2 separate regions of the Mus musculus genome follow, and region 1 is linked to region 2. A link is a contact called in public promoter capture Hi-C data. All regions are on one chromosome and are shown on one strand. The core of a region is the stretch at or near the end of the contact, and the rest is flanking DNA. Distances in the headings are between cores, read along the strand shown.

What was found. Promoter capture Hi-C pulls out the DNA fragments that hold promoters and counts their contacts.
Region 1: a contact with region 2 is called in a promoter capture Hi-C map of macrophages, with 5 read pairs. The contact joins the promoter of Zdhhc18 here to the promoter of Cd52 in region 2. A contact is called at or near these places in 2 of 39 promoter capture datasets (cranial neural crest and macrophages), 4 of 115 datasets of contacts at active chromatin or transcription factors (bone marrow-derived macrophages, effector CD8 T cells, large pre-B cells and 1 more) and 1 of 9 other capture datasets (pancreatic islet).

The regions. Positions count from the first base shown.
Region 1 is chr4:133,628,811-133,635,456 of GRCm38.p6, forward strand. It overlaps Zdhhc18 (zinc finger, DHHC domain containing 18), which reads right to left and starts at 4,619. Exons shown (of 8, transcript NM_001017968.2): 1 at 4,269-4,619. The coding sequence starts at 4,579.
Region 2 is chr4:134,091,335-134,098,469 of GRCm38.p6, forward strand. It overlaps Cd52 (CD52 antigen), which reads right to left and starts at 3,739. Exons shown (of 2, transcript NM_013706.2): 1 at 3,600-3,739; 2 at 2,204-2,566. The coding sequence starts at 3,650. The coding sequence ends at 2,393. Crybg2 (crystallin beta-gamma domain containing 2) reads left to right here. Exons shown (of 20, transcript NM_001162970.1): 19 at 716-875; 20 at 985-1,170. The coding sequence ends at 1,073.

The DNA of each region.
Region 1 (6,646 bases), core at 3,369-5,868, 460 kb before region 2:
CAGTCACTCAGTCATTCATTCATTCAGTCATTCATTCATTCAGTCAGTCACTAAGTCAGTCAGTCACTCAGTCATTCAGTCAGTTGCACCACAAATATTTACTGAGTCCTTTTTTAGGAGTAATGGCTATACATATGACATGAGCTACCGAGTGGCTTATAAACTAAAAAGAAAAAAAAAAGAGCCCAGTAAACAGGGCCTGCCACACAGGGTGCTGTGTTCTGCAGACTTAGTGCAAGTGATAGAGCACTTGTTAGGCCCTGGGTTTGGACCTCAGCTGGGTGGGTAGGTATGGCACCTCACACCTTCAATCCCAGCCACTCTGGAGACAGAAACAGGCAGATCCCCGTGAGTCCTCGGCCAACTTGGTCTATACACTGAATTCCAGGTTGGCCAAGACCATAGAGAAAGATCCTGTCAAAACAAAACAAAACCAAACCCTGCTTGTCTGCGAATATGTTGCTTGCCTTTACCCTGCTAAGTAATGAGCTTCTCTGAGGACGCAGACAGCATCCCTTGCCCAGGAAATAGCTATCAAACAAATCGTGCTCCCCTCATGGAGAGGAAGTAGCTACCACATCTTTTATTCAGTATTACAGACCAAACCTTGTGCACAGTAGGTAAGCGCTTTATCACTAAGTCATCTCCTGCTATCTTCTGAAGATTTGCTCTGGGCTAGATATTGCCCTCGTCAATCAGTCACTATAAATAACCCTTACAGGCTGGGGATACAGCTCAGTGGTAGAATGCTGTCTACCACGCACAAAGCACCGAGCTCAACCCCCAGCAGCTCCAAGTAAGAACCATTAACAATAATGATAATAATGACTATCAAATCAATACCTGCCATATAAGCCAGACATGATGCTGCATGCCTACAATGGTGGTACTTGAGAGCCTGGCAGTTTGAGGTCAGTCTGGGCTACAAACAATAACGCTACCTTAAAAGCATTCATTCTGCCGGGCACACTGACCCACACCTTTAATCCCAGCACTCAGAAACACAGGCAGGTGGATCTTTGTGAGTTTGAGGCCAGCTAGAACTACAGAGTGAGATCCTGTCTCAAAATTAATTAACGAAATGCCTGACATACAGATAGCTACTATGTGCCAGATACGCTGCTGTGCACTTTACATGCATTTCTCGAATCTTCACGGTGACCCTCTGACCTTATTTTTTTTTAATTTTTATTTATTTATTTATTTATTATATGTAAGTACACTGTAGCTGTCTTCAGACACTCCAGAAGAGGGAGTCAGATCTTGTTACGGATGGTTGTGAGCCACCATGTGGTTGCTGGGATTTGAACTCTGGACCTTCGGAAGAGCAGTCGGGTGCTCTTACCCACTAAGCTATCTCACCAGCCCCCCCCCCTCTGACCTTATTTATGCTCCAAAAAAAACTTCACAGATGAAGACATTCCAGAAGTTTAAACAATGTGGGCAATGCAGGTCAGGAGCGTTCACTGTGATGTTCACGGCACCAACTGCAGCCAGCCCCTGCCTTCCCACTAAAGCTGGAGGGGATTCGACAGAGTGGGGGCTGCAGCTTGGGAGATGCATCTATCAGGAGGCTAGGAGCCAGCCATCCTTCCAGGGGTCCACAGAGGCAGGGAGTGAAACCAGGCCATCTGCACACTGCTTCTGAAGCCTGCGGAGGCCTTTCCTCAGGACCAGAGCCTGCCAAAGCCAAGGGCTCCTAGTGGGCTACCCTCTGCCCAACACATTTCTTCATGGCCAACCCCCCAACAGAACCAGCCAGGTCCTAGTGTTATGCTGGACAGCTCACCTAGTTCTCACACAAGCAGGCGCCTGGGGAATAAAGCCTGGGACTTGTAGAGCCCTCGGGCAACACCAACAGCAAGATCTAGGCTCTGATTTCCTCTGCTAGATTCAAGGTCACCCAGTCAGGGTGCCAATTACAAGCTGGCATCTCCACACTCCCAGCGAGTGATCCGTGCACTTGCAGTGTTGAGCACTGACCATAGGTATCCCTTAAACTGGCTCTAGGCACTAAATGCACAGCACTGTGCAGATTTCCTATGTTCTTGAAGAAAACACAGGCACGAAATGGCCAATCAAGTGTATACGTATAGTACAGGCAGGCAGGGAGAGATCAAAATAAGTGGACCATGAGGGTGCTCCAGAGGCCCTGAGGCAGGAGCAAGCCAGCAGGCCAGTGCACTTGAGAGGACAACTGGGCAGAAGACGACTGGGCAGGAGGACGAGAGGGTGCCGAGGCCACAGGAAGCCAACATCAGAGCCGGGGCTCTAACTGAGAGGGAGAACCGGGAGCCAGAAGTCTGATGTCCAGGGGTTATGTCTGCTGTGTGGAATGGGAAGTGTGGTAGAAGCTGGGACGCCTGGTAGGGTGTGATGCAACTTCCCAGCCAACAGGGAAGCAAAACGATTCGCAGTAGGAAAGGTCCTCCCCCAAGAGCCAAGTACCTTCCCAGAGCAATGAGGAGTGAGCACTTCTTGCCAACCCTGTCCTCACTAAAGGTGTGTCCACCGAGCAACCCCAAAACACCCAGCAGGACTATAGGATGTCACCAAACCCTGTCCCCAAAGCTGCCACCCAAGTAACAAGAGGAGAGAAAAGTCAAGGTGATTGGCCTGTTCTCGCTAAGCGCAGGAATCCTTCCTTCCTGGCTCCGGGCAGCGCAGTACCACTAGGAAGATACCCAAGTCCAAAAGCAGTATAGAGCAGCCAGCACGCCTTCCTCCTGCCTGGGCCATAACCCTGGGTGTGAGCACCACAGAGAATGGCCTCAGGGCTCTGGAAAAAACATTTCCACAGCACCCAAGAAGCCATAGTCATAGCGAGGTGAAAACGAAACTTGGCCCGAGGTTCAGGCTGGGATCCCAGTGCTCCTCTGTGTAAACCACCCTGAACTTTTTTTTTTCTTTTTCCTGTCCTGATCCAGTGGAAGGGCAGAGCATTTTGGGGGAGGATGGAAAGGAAGGATGTCTTCACCTTGTAGTTACAGAGACATAATCCAGGTCCTGGAAAGTGATCTGAGAACTGGTCTTTCAGACAGCCTCATCATGACATGCGTGCCCCCCTCCCCCAACCCCGGGGAAGTAATAGCTGCCAACATCAAGTGCTAGAAGCTTGGACGAAAAAGAATAAATAAATAAATAATGAATATATCTGGAAAAAAAAAAGCTAAAGGCTTGCAAGCATGACCAATCTCAATAGAACCCTGTCGGGGGTGGGTACTATTAAAGTCCCCATTCTACAGGTGAGGGCACTGAGGTTTGGAAACGTAAAATGACTGCCTGCAGGCCACACAATTAGTGGGAGGTGGAGCTGGGACTGGAGCCAGAGATGGAGTTCTTAACCATAATGAATAATAAAAGAAACCAATAGGAAGAAGTAGGAGGGAAAGGTGGGACTCACCCCGGGTGCGTTCAAGTGGGGGTGTATGTGCCCTCAAGGAGTCACAGGGCAAGTGACTCCAGCTAGAGGCTGAGGGTGGGTGGAAACTTTGGATGCATGAGTGGCCCGAGAAAACTATAAGCAGCCACTCCTCCATCCTTCAGTCCTAAAACGGAGCTACAGTGTAGGCCAACCCTAGGTCACTGGGAAAAGGTCAGAAGCCCATAGGGGCAAATAAGACAGGCCGTGTGAAAGCACTCAGGTCTCTTTCCTGAAAAGGATCTTGATGCCGCCCGCTGTCCCGGTGGTGGACCGCCACCGAGGGATGCAGAGTGTCCGGAGGGGAAAGAGACAGGGCAGGGTGGGAGACACCTAGAGGACTAGGGAGCTAAGAGAGCGTCGGGAAGAAGCTTTGGAGAAACTAAGGAAAGTGCTGGAGAGAGAAGGGCCTGTCTGAGAGGCCCAGAGATGCTTTAGGGAGGACTGCCTCCGGGCCTAGGGTGACCATGACTGAGGGAAAGCGGGTGTGGGAGCCAGGACCCTGTAGAACCTTGGAGGGACTTGAGAGGACGCCTAGAAAAATTCATGGTAGGGTGTCCACAGCCAAAGGACACAAAAACTTACTTGTCTGAGGACAGGAATGAAAGACGCCTAGAAGGGTCAGAAAGAGCCTGGGATAGGCAAGAACCAGCCAGTGAGTGACCGCAGGTGGACCTGAGGGACCCGGCAAAAGCTGGTGACCCGGGCGGGGCACCCAAGGTCCGGGTGGCGAGAAGGGGTTCCGGGGTTCCGGGGCGGCGGGCGGAGGCCCGAGGGCTCACGGATGCGGGCGGGGAAGGAGCGGCGGCCGGGGACGCAGTGCCGGGGTGGGGGTGGGCGAACTCACTCGAAGACGAAGAAGAGGATGGTGGTGCTGAGGATGAGCAGCAGCGTGAGCGCGAAGACGCCGCCGTGGCCGGCCAGCATGAGCCGGCCTCCGCAGTAGAAGCGGTTGCGGCCCGGGAACACCTCCCACTTACGCCGGGGCCGGCGGCCCAGGCTCCCGCTGCCGCTGCCGCTGCCGCTCCAGCGCGGCGCGCCAGGCGCGGGCCCGGGGCTTGGAGCAGGGGGCGCGGCGGGGCCGGGGCGACGCGCCCCGGGGGAGGCGGGCGGCGGGGCGGCCCCGGGGCTTATCTGCTGGTACTCGCAGTCCTTCATGCGGCCGGCCGCGGGCCTCGGCTCCGCGCCCGGCCGCTCCGGGACCGGGCCGAGCAGCGGAGGTGGCGGCGGCGCGCGCGGCGCTGGCGGGCGGGCAGGCAGGCTCGCTCGGGTTGGCCTCTCCGCTGCCGCCCCGCCCCCGGCTCGCTCCGCAGCGCCTCCTGCGCCCAGCCCGGGCTCTGCAGATGCGGCCTCCAGGGCTCCCTCAGCTGCCGGTGCTCTCAGACCCTGCCTTAGGAGTCAGAGATTCAGGGGACAGCTCAGGCACTCCAGGCTCGCCCACCTCTGAGGGCAAGCTGGTAAGGGTGCTTTGAAAGTTCCGAGTGTCTAAAGGGGTGTGAGTGAAATATCCTTTAGTCTTTCCCTCCCTGCTGTCCTAGGTTCAACCCTGGGTTCTAGATAATCCCCAAATGGAGATCATGCCTAAGGGCCCCAAACTTTTTTCAGGTGGGTGTTTTCACAACAGACCTAACCAACCAGGAACTGGGGTGGGCTAACTCCTGGTGACTGAGACAAGTAGGGTTCAAGGACCTTCAGGCCAAGGTCCAAGGTGAATTTGCAACGAGCTGGGCTACAAGTGAGTCCCTGTTTCAGCTGAAAACACACACACACACGCGCACACTATATTTTCTAGGACTCAGGTCGGAAGTCCAGAAATATTTTAGCAAATTCTTTTACATGCATCACCCCCAAAGCTCATAGGGCTAAATCAGGCAGTCTTATCTGGAGCAAATGGGGTCCAGCCTCCTTGCAAACCATTCAAGTTGATGGTGGAACTTATTTCTCGTGATGTGACTGGAGGCCTGGGAGTTTTGCTGAAACTCCACCCAAAGTTACTAGAGCTCATTGCAGTGGCTCACCAGCGAGGTTTCTCTGAAGGACTTGTGCACTTCCTGAACCTGACAAGGAGAGTTTAGCATCCATTTGTGAAAACAGGGATTGCTAGCTGGCTATGGTGGCCCACGCCTTTACTCCCAGCACTTGGGAGGCAGAGGCAGGCGAATTTCTAAGTTCGAGGCCAGCCAGGTCTACAGAGTGAGTTCCAGAACAGCCAGGGCTACACAGAGAAACCCTGTCTCGAAAAACAAAACAAAAGAACAGGGATTGTTTTGCTTTTGGGATACTTGAGTATCCCACCCAGGACCTCACCAGCTGGGCAACCCCTGTCTCTAGCACTGAGCTGCTCCACCTGCCCTAAGACAGATCATTTGTGTTTGTGTGACTGAACGTGCACGTGGGGAGACCGAGAGGGCAGGCCTACGTATGCATGGAGGCCTGAAGAAGGTCTCAGATCCTTCAGAGCCGAAGTTCACTGTAAGATACCTAAATGGTTAGGTAGATGCTGGGGTCTGAACTGGGGCACCCATGATTGTTCGGCAAGTACTCTTAACCACTGTGATGGTTTGAATATGCTTGGCCCAGGTAATGAGAGCACAATTAAATGTTTTCCTCTATAAGAATTACCTTGGTCATGGTGTTTCTTCACAGTAATGGAAACCCTAAGACAGAAGTTGGTACTAGAAGTGGGGTATTGCTGTGATAGGCCTGACCATGCTTTTGTTTGGAGACATGTGGATCTTAGGACTTTGGAAAGCAGTGGAGTGCTTTCTGTGGGGTTTAATGGGCCACCCTCGTAGGGATACGGGAGACTTTGTTGCTGATGGTATTTGAACTCTGGAAGCCTGGCTCAGGAGGTTTCAGAGGAGAAGACTGCTAATGCGTGGCCTAGAGACTGTTTTTGTGGTATTTTGGTGAAGAATGTGGCTGCTTTTTTCCCTTGTCTGAAGAATCCGCCTGAGGCTAAAGTGAAGAAGACATTTAGATTAATTGCATTAGCAAAGGAAATCTCAAAACAGCCTGATATAAATTCTGTTGTGTGGTTACTAAGTTCACTCATGAGGACACTGTAGCTGTCTTCAGACACACCAGAAGAGGGCATCAGATCCCATTACAGATGTTTGTGAGCCACCATGTGGTTGCTGGGATTTGAACTCAGGACCTTTGGAAGAGCAGTCAGTGCTCTTAACCTCTGAGCCATCTCTCCAGCCCCCACGTTCACTTTTTTTT
Region 2 (7,135 bases), core at 2,489-4,988:
GAGATGCGAGCTCATTCATCTTTCTTATGTTATATCTTCAAAGAACTAGTGTTTGGGGCTGGGCAAGTGCCACAGTAGTTAAAAGCACTTGTTGCAAGCCGGGCAGTGGTGGCACTTGCCTTTAATCCCAGCACTTGGGAGGTAGAGGCGGGCGGATTTCTGAGTTTGAGGCCAGCCTGGTCTACAGAGTGAGTTCCAGGACAGCCAGGGCTACACAGAAAAATCCTGTCTCGAAAAACAAAACAAAACAAAAACAACAACAACAAAAGCACTTGTTGCTTTTGCAGAGGACCTAAGTTCAGTTCCCAGCATAAAAATGATGACATAGGCCATCCCTAATTCTAGTTGCAGAGTATTTGATGCCCTCTTCTAACCTCGGTGGGCACCAGGCATGTGTTTATTGCACAGACATGCATGCGGTCAAAACACTCATAAAATAAATCTAAAAATGAATGAAGAGACTTACCTAGGGCTAGATTCAAAAGTAGTGAATGAGCTGGACAGGGTGGCCCACGTATTCAGGAGGCAGAAAGAGTTGAATATCTATGAGCTCAAGGCTAGCCTGGTCTACATAGCAAGTTCTGGGCAAGCCAAAGCTACATAGATACTGCGTCCCAGACAAAAGAAACCACAACAACAAAAATCCAGCGAGCGAAGGATGGCTTGAGCATGGGAGATTTCCTAGGCCAAATCTCACGATCTTCTGGGGCCTCAGATGGCCCCCACCATGAGCCTACAGGTGATTGGACCTCCTAGCCCAGGCTCCAAAGTAGTACTATGGGCCGAGAGCCGCCTACCACGCCAAACCTGGAGCATCAATGAATTGGGTCACATCTGCAGCCAAATGTTTGAAGGCCAGATCCTGGATGTGAAGGGTAATGTAGGGGTGGGGTAAGGGTGCATAAGAGGGGAGTAAAAACTGGGCTGCATCCAGCACTCTCTGACCACCTCTGAATTTTCCCCCTCCTCTCCCCCCCCCCGCAGGCGGACGAGGGTATGACCGTGACCATGTGGTGCTGTGGGAACCAACCAAGGACAGACTTTCCCAGATCTGGACTGTCCATGTACTTTGAACCAACCAACGCCATCACCAGTTTCCTTCAGGAGGCTTTTGCTGGGATGAAGTGTTTTATACAGATTTTGCTGTGAAATAAGCTATTTTCTACTATGCTGCTGGTGGTCTCGTCTCTGCACCTTGATGTTGGGATGGAGAGAGTCCAGTTGACCCTCAGCCTCCTCTTCTGGTTGGTTTCACTTCCTGTGCAGCTTCCCCTGACCACCAGGGGGAGCTGCATACCCCACACTGGTGTGTCATCCGTTCTGCCTCTCTGACTGTAGGGACTAGCCAGCCAAGCCTATGTGATTCCCACCCCAGTGCAGGACTCAGATGGGTGTTCAGGGGACAGAAGTGGATGGCTGTCCCACTTGGAAGAGGTACTGTAGGAGTTGGCCAGGCCAGAAAGAAATAACAGCAGAAACTATTCCAGGGATAGAGATGTATCCAAGGGTGAACTTTCAAGGTTCGGTCTGTGAGTCCACAGTGGGCAGGGCAAGAAAGACAGGAGGGTCTACATTTCTGCTTCTTCTAAATCTGGTCACAAAGCCTGAAGGTTTAGCCTTGGGCAGAAAAGCCAGGAGAAGGGGCTGGGTCCCTAGCTGTGTGACAGGTCAGGATATCAGAGACCTCGGGCTGCAGTTATGTTGCCATCCTCTGTTGACATGGGATCCTGGGAAGACACAGAGGCAAGGACCCTTGGGAATCAGTCTGAGCTTCCTTGTCTCCTCCAAAGACCACCCCCAAGCCCAGGAGGGCAGGGTGGTTAGAGGGGCTGCTGGTCCTTCCTGCCTTCCCTGGCTGAGGGTGTGGGTAGCAAGCCTTGCCTCCTCATCCTCTTGCCCAGTGATAGAAGGCATGTGGTCAGAGACTTGGGAGCCATCCTTCCGCAAACCTTCCCAGACACGGGCTGCTTCTGGGTCTGTAGTACTCCCGTTGGGAGTTTTGAGAGAAACAGCCAAACAATATGTGATTTCCCAGAATCTATCAGTATGAAGACATCAAGGGCATGGGCTGGGCACCTGCCTGAACCTGGGGTGTGTGGGGCTTGAGAGTCAAGGGCAGTACTGGGTTCACTCCTAATACTGCCGCACACATGACTCCTGAGGCCAGTGATGTGCAGTGATCGATCACACGTGGGACCCCATCTAAGCATAAGTATAACTTTATTGTGCCCTAGCTGGGTGTCACGGCCCCGCTCCCATTCCGGCCATTGGCTGTCAACTTTAGCCTCCTTGGATATCTGCTATCAACCCTTCCCGTGGGTTGGGATGTCTCTCGCTACTGATGGTGGCAGCAGTGGGTGGAGCACGGGGCTTCAGAAGCTGCGCCTTCACCTCAGCTGAGGTAGAAGAGGCACATTAAGGTATTGGCAAAGAAGAGGAAACTGCAGGCACCCGCATCGATGATGGATGAGGCCCCACTCTTTAAGGGGGTTTTTTTGGTGGAGGTGCTGTTTTTGTTAGTACCAGAAGCGGCCGTAGTGGCTTGTCCCAAGGATCCTGTTTGTATCTGCAAGAGAAGCGCTGCTCAGTAGGATTTGAACCTTCTGTTGAGGGCTCCTGCCCCTTTGTTCCCTTTCTTCAACTCTAGGCTTCCATAAAACTGCCATCAGCCCTGTTGAGATGTTTGGCTTCCCACCTCATCACAGGCAAGGGAAAGGCAGCCCCCATGTTTGTCATTCTTCCACCTCGAAACTTCCCACCACTTTTCAGGCTGCCAGATCCTCCAGCAAAGAGGGAAACAGAAACCCAAATGTGGGCTTCCCCTCCCAGAGCCTCGGTTTCCTCATCTCCTGGTGATCAGAGTCCACCATGGTCCAGAGTATCACACGTGACGGGCCTGAGTAAGGCCCCTGGCAGAGGGTGGGGTGGGGATGGCAGGTGACAAGCTGTCCTTGATGCTTGATCGGGCAGTAACTGAAGTTGCCCTTGATGGTCATCAAACTAGTTTTGGTGGCCATCAAACTGCCTTGATGCATGGTCTAGATGTTCTTGATCAAGAACTTGATGGCTCCATTCCCTGTGCTAATCAGGCCTCTCTGCGTACATAGTGCCACAAAGGATGCCTCCCAGGGTGGCAGTTGATCTGCAGAGTATATGGGAGACTTCTGTCTCTGTATTCCTGCACACCCACAATTCACTATGGCAGGGGCAGGGGACCCTCGGTCACCTATGGCAGTCTATTAGACCTCTCTCCAGCCCTCTCAAAAGGGCCACTTCTGCGGCTCTCCTCATCAGGGCTTCCTCTCCTGATCCAGAATTACCCAGAACCCTCTGAGTAGCTTCACACATCAGACACCTTCTGAGATTTCCCTCTCTGAGGCCAGTCTGATAGCGCCTGTGAGGAGTAGAAACCCAGCCATATAGGCCCTCCTAGATCCCTGGTTTCCAGTTGGCGACCATCTATCTCTGTCCCTGTGGTAGAAGGCAAGGGTCCCCACCACCACCACCGAGAACCTGCATTCCTTCCCCAGAACCTGGACCAAACCATTAAGCTAAGACCTGGTGGTAGCTGCAGTGACTCTAGGAGGAGCTGTCCTTACCTGAATCACAACCAGAAGAATGATAGTGAGGAAGAGGAGGAAGCTCTTCATCCTGAAATCTTCCTGGGCTCTGTAGCAGCTTTGAGAGATGAGTTCAGGACAGTCTGCAGGCCACTTTGAACCTGGCTGCTTTTTCTGCAGAAGAGAAAGGGAGGAGGCGGGAGGAAGGAGGGCCTAGGGGCGGGGAAAGGAGCTTCCTTCTTTCAAACCTGGGGGTGGATGAAACTAGCCTTGAGGTTCCTGTAGATGAGTTGTCAGTTCTCAAAAGAAGCACAGGCAGGGCATACAGAGCAACATGGAGACACGGGGCAGGATGGATGGATGGTTTCCAGGCTTGGAGCCCTGTGTCCTGGGAAGGAATCTTGTTTTCATGATTTGACAACTCAGACCTCAGGCCTGAGGCTGAATTTACAAGTCTTTAACATCCCCCTCAAAAAAAAAAAAAAAAAAAAGTATGCTGCAGTGATAAGCCTTATTTTTTTATCTTTGTATTTTGAGACATGGTCTATGTCACTCTGGATGGGTTTACATTCAAGCTGCTCCTGCCTCAACCTCTGAATTCTGGAATTGCAGCCCTACATCACACTGCTGACTAATCACTTACTTTAAAAAGAGCCAACAAGGGGCAGGAGAGGTGGCTCAGAGATTAAGAGCCCTGGTTGCTCTTCCAGAGGACCCAGGTTCAATTCCCAGCACCCACATGGCAGCTCACAACTGTAACTCCAGTTCCAGGGAGTCCAACACTCTCACACAGACACCCATGCAGGCAAAATATCAATGCATATACAATTAAAAAAATCATTAAAATAAAAAGCATGCCAGCTCTTAGGAGACAGAAGCAGGTGGGTCTCTATGAGTCTGAGGCTAGCCTGGGCTACATAGTGAGTTCCAAGTTCCAAGATTGAACTACATAGTTAAGATTCTGGCTCAGGCTAGGTGTGGTGGCGCACGCCTTTAATCCCAGCAATTGTGAGGCAGAGGCAGGCAGATTTCTGAGTTCGAGGCCAACCTGGTCTACAGAGTCAGTTCCAGGACAGTCAGGGCTACACAGAGAACCCTGTCTCAAAAATAAATAAATAAATAAATAAATAAATAAATAAATAAATAAATAAATAAATAAATAAAAATATTCTGGCTCAAAACAAAAATAAGCCAAAACAACCAAAAAGCCCTGTATATTGATAATGCCTAACTCTAGCAACTGTTATATAAATGGCAATTGTGTTTTGTTTTAAAGATTGAGTCCCTGTAATCCCAGAACTCAGGGTAGAGCCCAGGAGACGATCAAGGGCAGTTATATCTAAATGGTGACTTTGAGGCCAGCCTGGGCTACCTGGGACTCTGTCTGAAAACACACAGGCAAGCAAATGATCAGACAAGAGAAGGGAGCTAAGAGAGTGGAGTGGATGTAGAAGTCGTGGGAAATGGTGGATGGATCCTACCATTGGTTCTATGGAGGCTCAGGACCATTGAGATCCAGGAACCGGTAGCAAGATTTGATTAGTTTTGGGTCTGGCCCCATTTCCTCTGCTCCTCTGCTCTTTATTTTAAGTGAATCATTTTTGGGAAAAAAAAAATCCTTAAAGAAGTGTGTGTGTGTGTGTGTGTGTGTGTGTGTGTGTGTGTATGTGTGTGTGTGTATGTATGTGTGTGTGTGTGTGTGCATATGAGTGTTTCACCTGTGTACACCATGCATATGCCTGGCTCCTGTGAAGGCCAGAGAGGATATCAGATGCGCTAAGAACTGGAGTCACAGCTGTTCATAGGTGATGGTAATCGAACCCGGCTCCTTTGCAAAAGCAGCAAGCGCTCTTAAACCGCTGAGCCATCTCTCCAGTCCTTCCTGAAGTCTCTTAAGACTTGATGTTTTGGAATTTGGGTGAAGAAGTGTCATCCTACTCAGAGAGGCCTGAGAGGGGGCTCTTGGGAAGACAAACAGGTAAACACAGCCCAGCATTCAGGAATTAGAAGGCAGCTATTGATCTCTGCTGTGGGCAGAGCGATGGGAGAGTCCCCAAATCTGTTTGGACAGTGCCCTGCCCTAACTTAGACAAAACAAATCTGTGGTTTTGATACTGGGCAGTAATTATCTCCACTTGGCTGATTGAAAAAAAGTGACTTGGTCCAAGTTCATGACTTATCGAGTCATTTGAACTTGAGTCCAGGTCCCTCTGATGTCACAGCCACTTCCGGGACTGCTCTTGAATGAGCCAACCCAGTCTGTGCTGTTGTTGTTTAGTCCGTTTTAATGTGGTTCCTCACACAAGTTAGGCAAGTAGTCTCCAGCCCTTGATTAAATCTTGACTCCCTCTCCTTCTTCATTGGCTCTGCAGCCCAGCTCCTGCCTCACCCATTCCCCTGGCTTAGTCTATGTGGTGTCTTATTTACATGCCAGATGGTAAAGGGGACTTCCCTGGCTTCTCTTATATGGTTCGGGACTTTTGTCACAAACCTGAGAGGGCCTCAGGGGCTTTGAGCTCCCAAGATAAAGCTGAGAAAGAGAAGTGAGAGTCTGACCTAGCGGGAGAAGGGGGAGGATTGAGGGTGGAGGAAGTGACATCACCACCTCCCATCACCCACCTTCTTGGCTGTTTTGCCCTTAGACCCTACAGTCTCAGCTACTATGCCTGGGAGAGAAACCTGGGAGCCAGGGAAGCCACAGGAGACAGGAGGCCCATGCTGAAGCCCAAGATAACCCTGCTGAAAACTGGACAAGTGTCCTCCTTCTCTTGAGAATTGGAGCTACATAGAGTTGTGAATCACCAGAAATCCAGAAATGGGTGTTGGGATCCGAACTCAGATCCTCTGGAGGAGCAGCAAGCGCTTTTTTTTTTTTAACATTTATTTATTACTATATGTAAGTACACTGTAGCTGTATTCAAACCCACCAGAGGAGCTTCAGATCTCATTACAGATGGCTGTGAGCCACCATGTGGGTTCTGGGATTTGAACTCAGGACCTCCTGAAGAGCAGTTGGCGCTCTTAACCACTGAGCCATCTCTCCAGCCCTGCAGCAAGGACTCTTAACCACTGAGCCATCCCTCTAGTCTGGATGTAACCTTTTTTTTAAATAAAGTATCAGCGTGGGGCACAAACATGCCACTGTTTGTGTGGAAACTGGAGGACAACTTTCAGGAGTTGGTTCATTCCTTCATCAGTGTGGGTCCCGAAGACTGAACTGGGTAATCAGCTTGCCTGCAGGCTCTTCTCCCACTCCGGCATCTCACGAACCCCTTAAGCTTAGTGTATTAATGTATTTTCCAGCACTGGGTAGGTACCATGAGCTCCACCACTGCCCTACTCTTCAGGTAAGAAAGATTAGGTTGCAAACCCCTCAAAGTTTCTTTTTCGGATCCTGAGGTGTGAGGTGTGCGGTGGGGGATGAGTGGGATGGGACACAAGGATGCTGGGAATATCTATAAGGACCTGGCCATGAAGAGATGTCTGCTGTCTGCCCATACCCAAGAAGAGAAGTAGAGCTTCCAGCCTTTGCCTCTTTTGGCCTTTGAGCAGCTACATTCTGTTTTGACAGCATC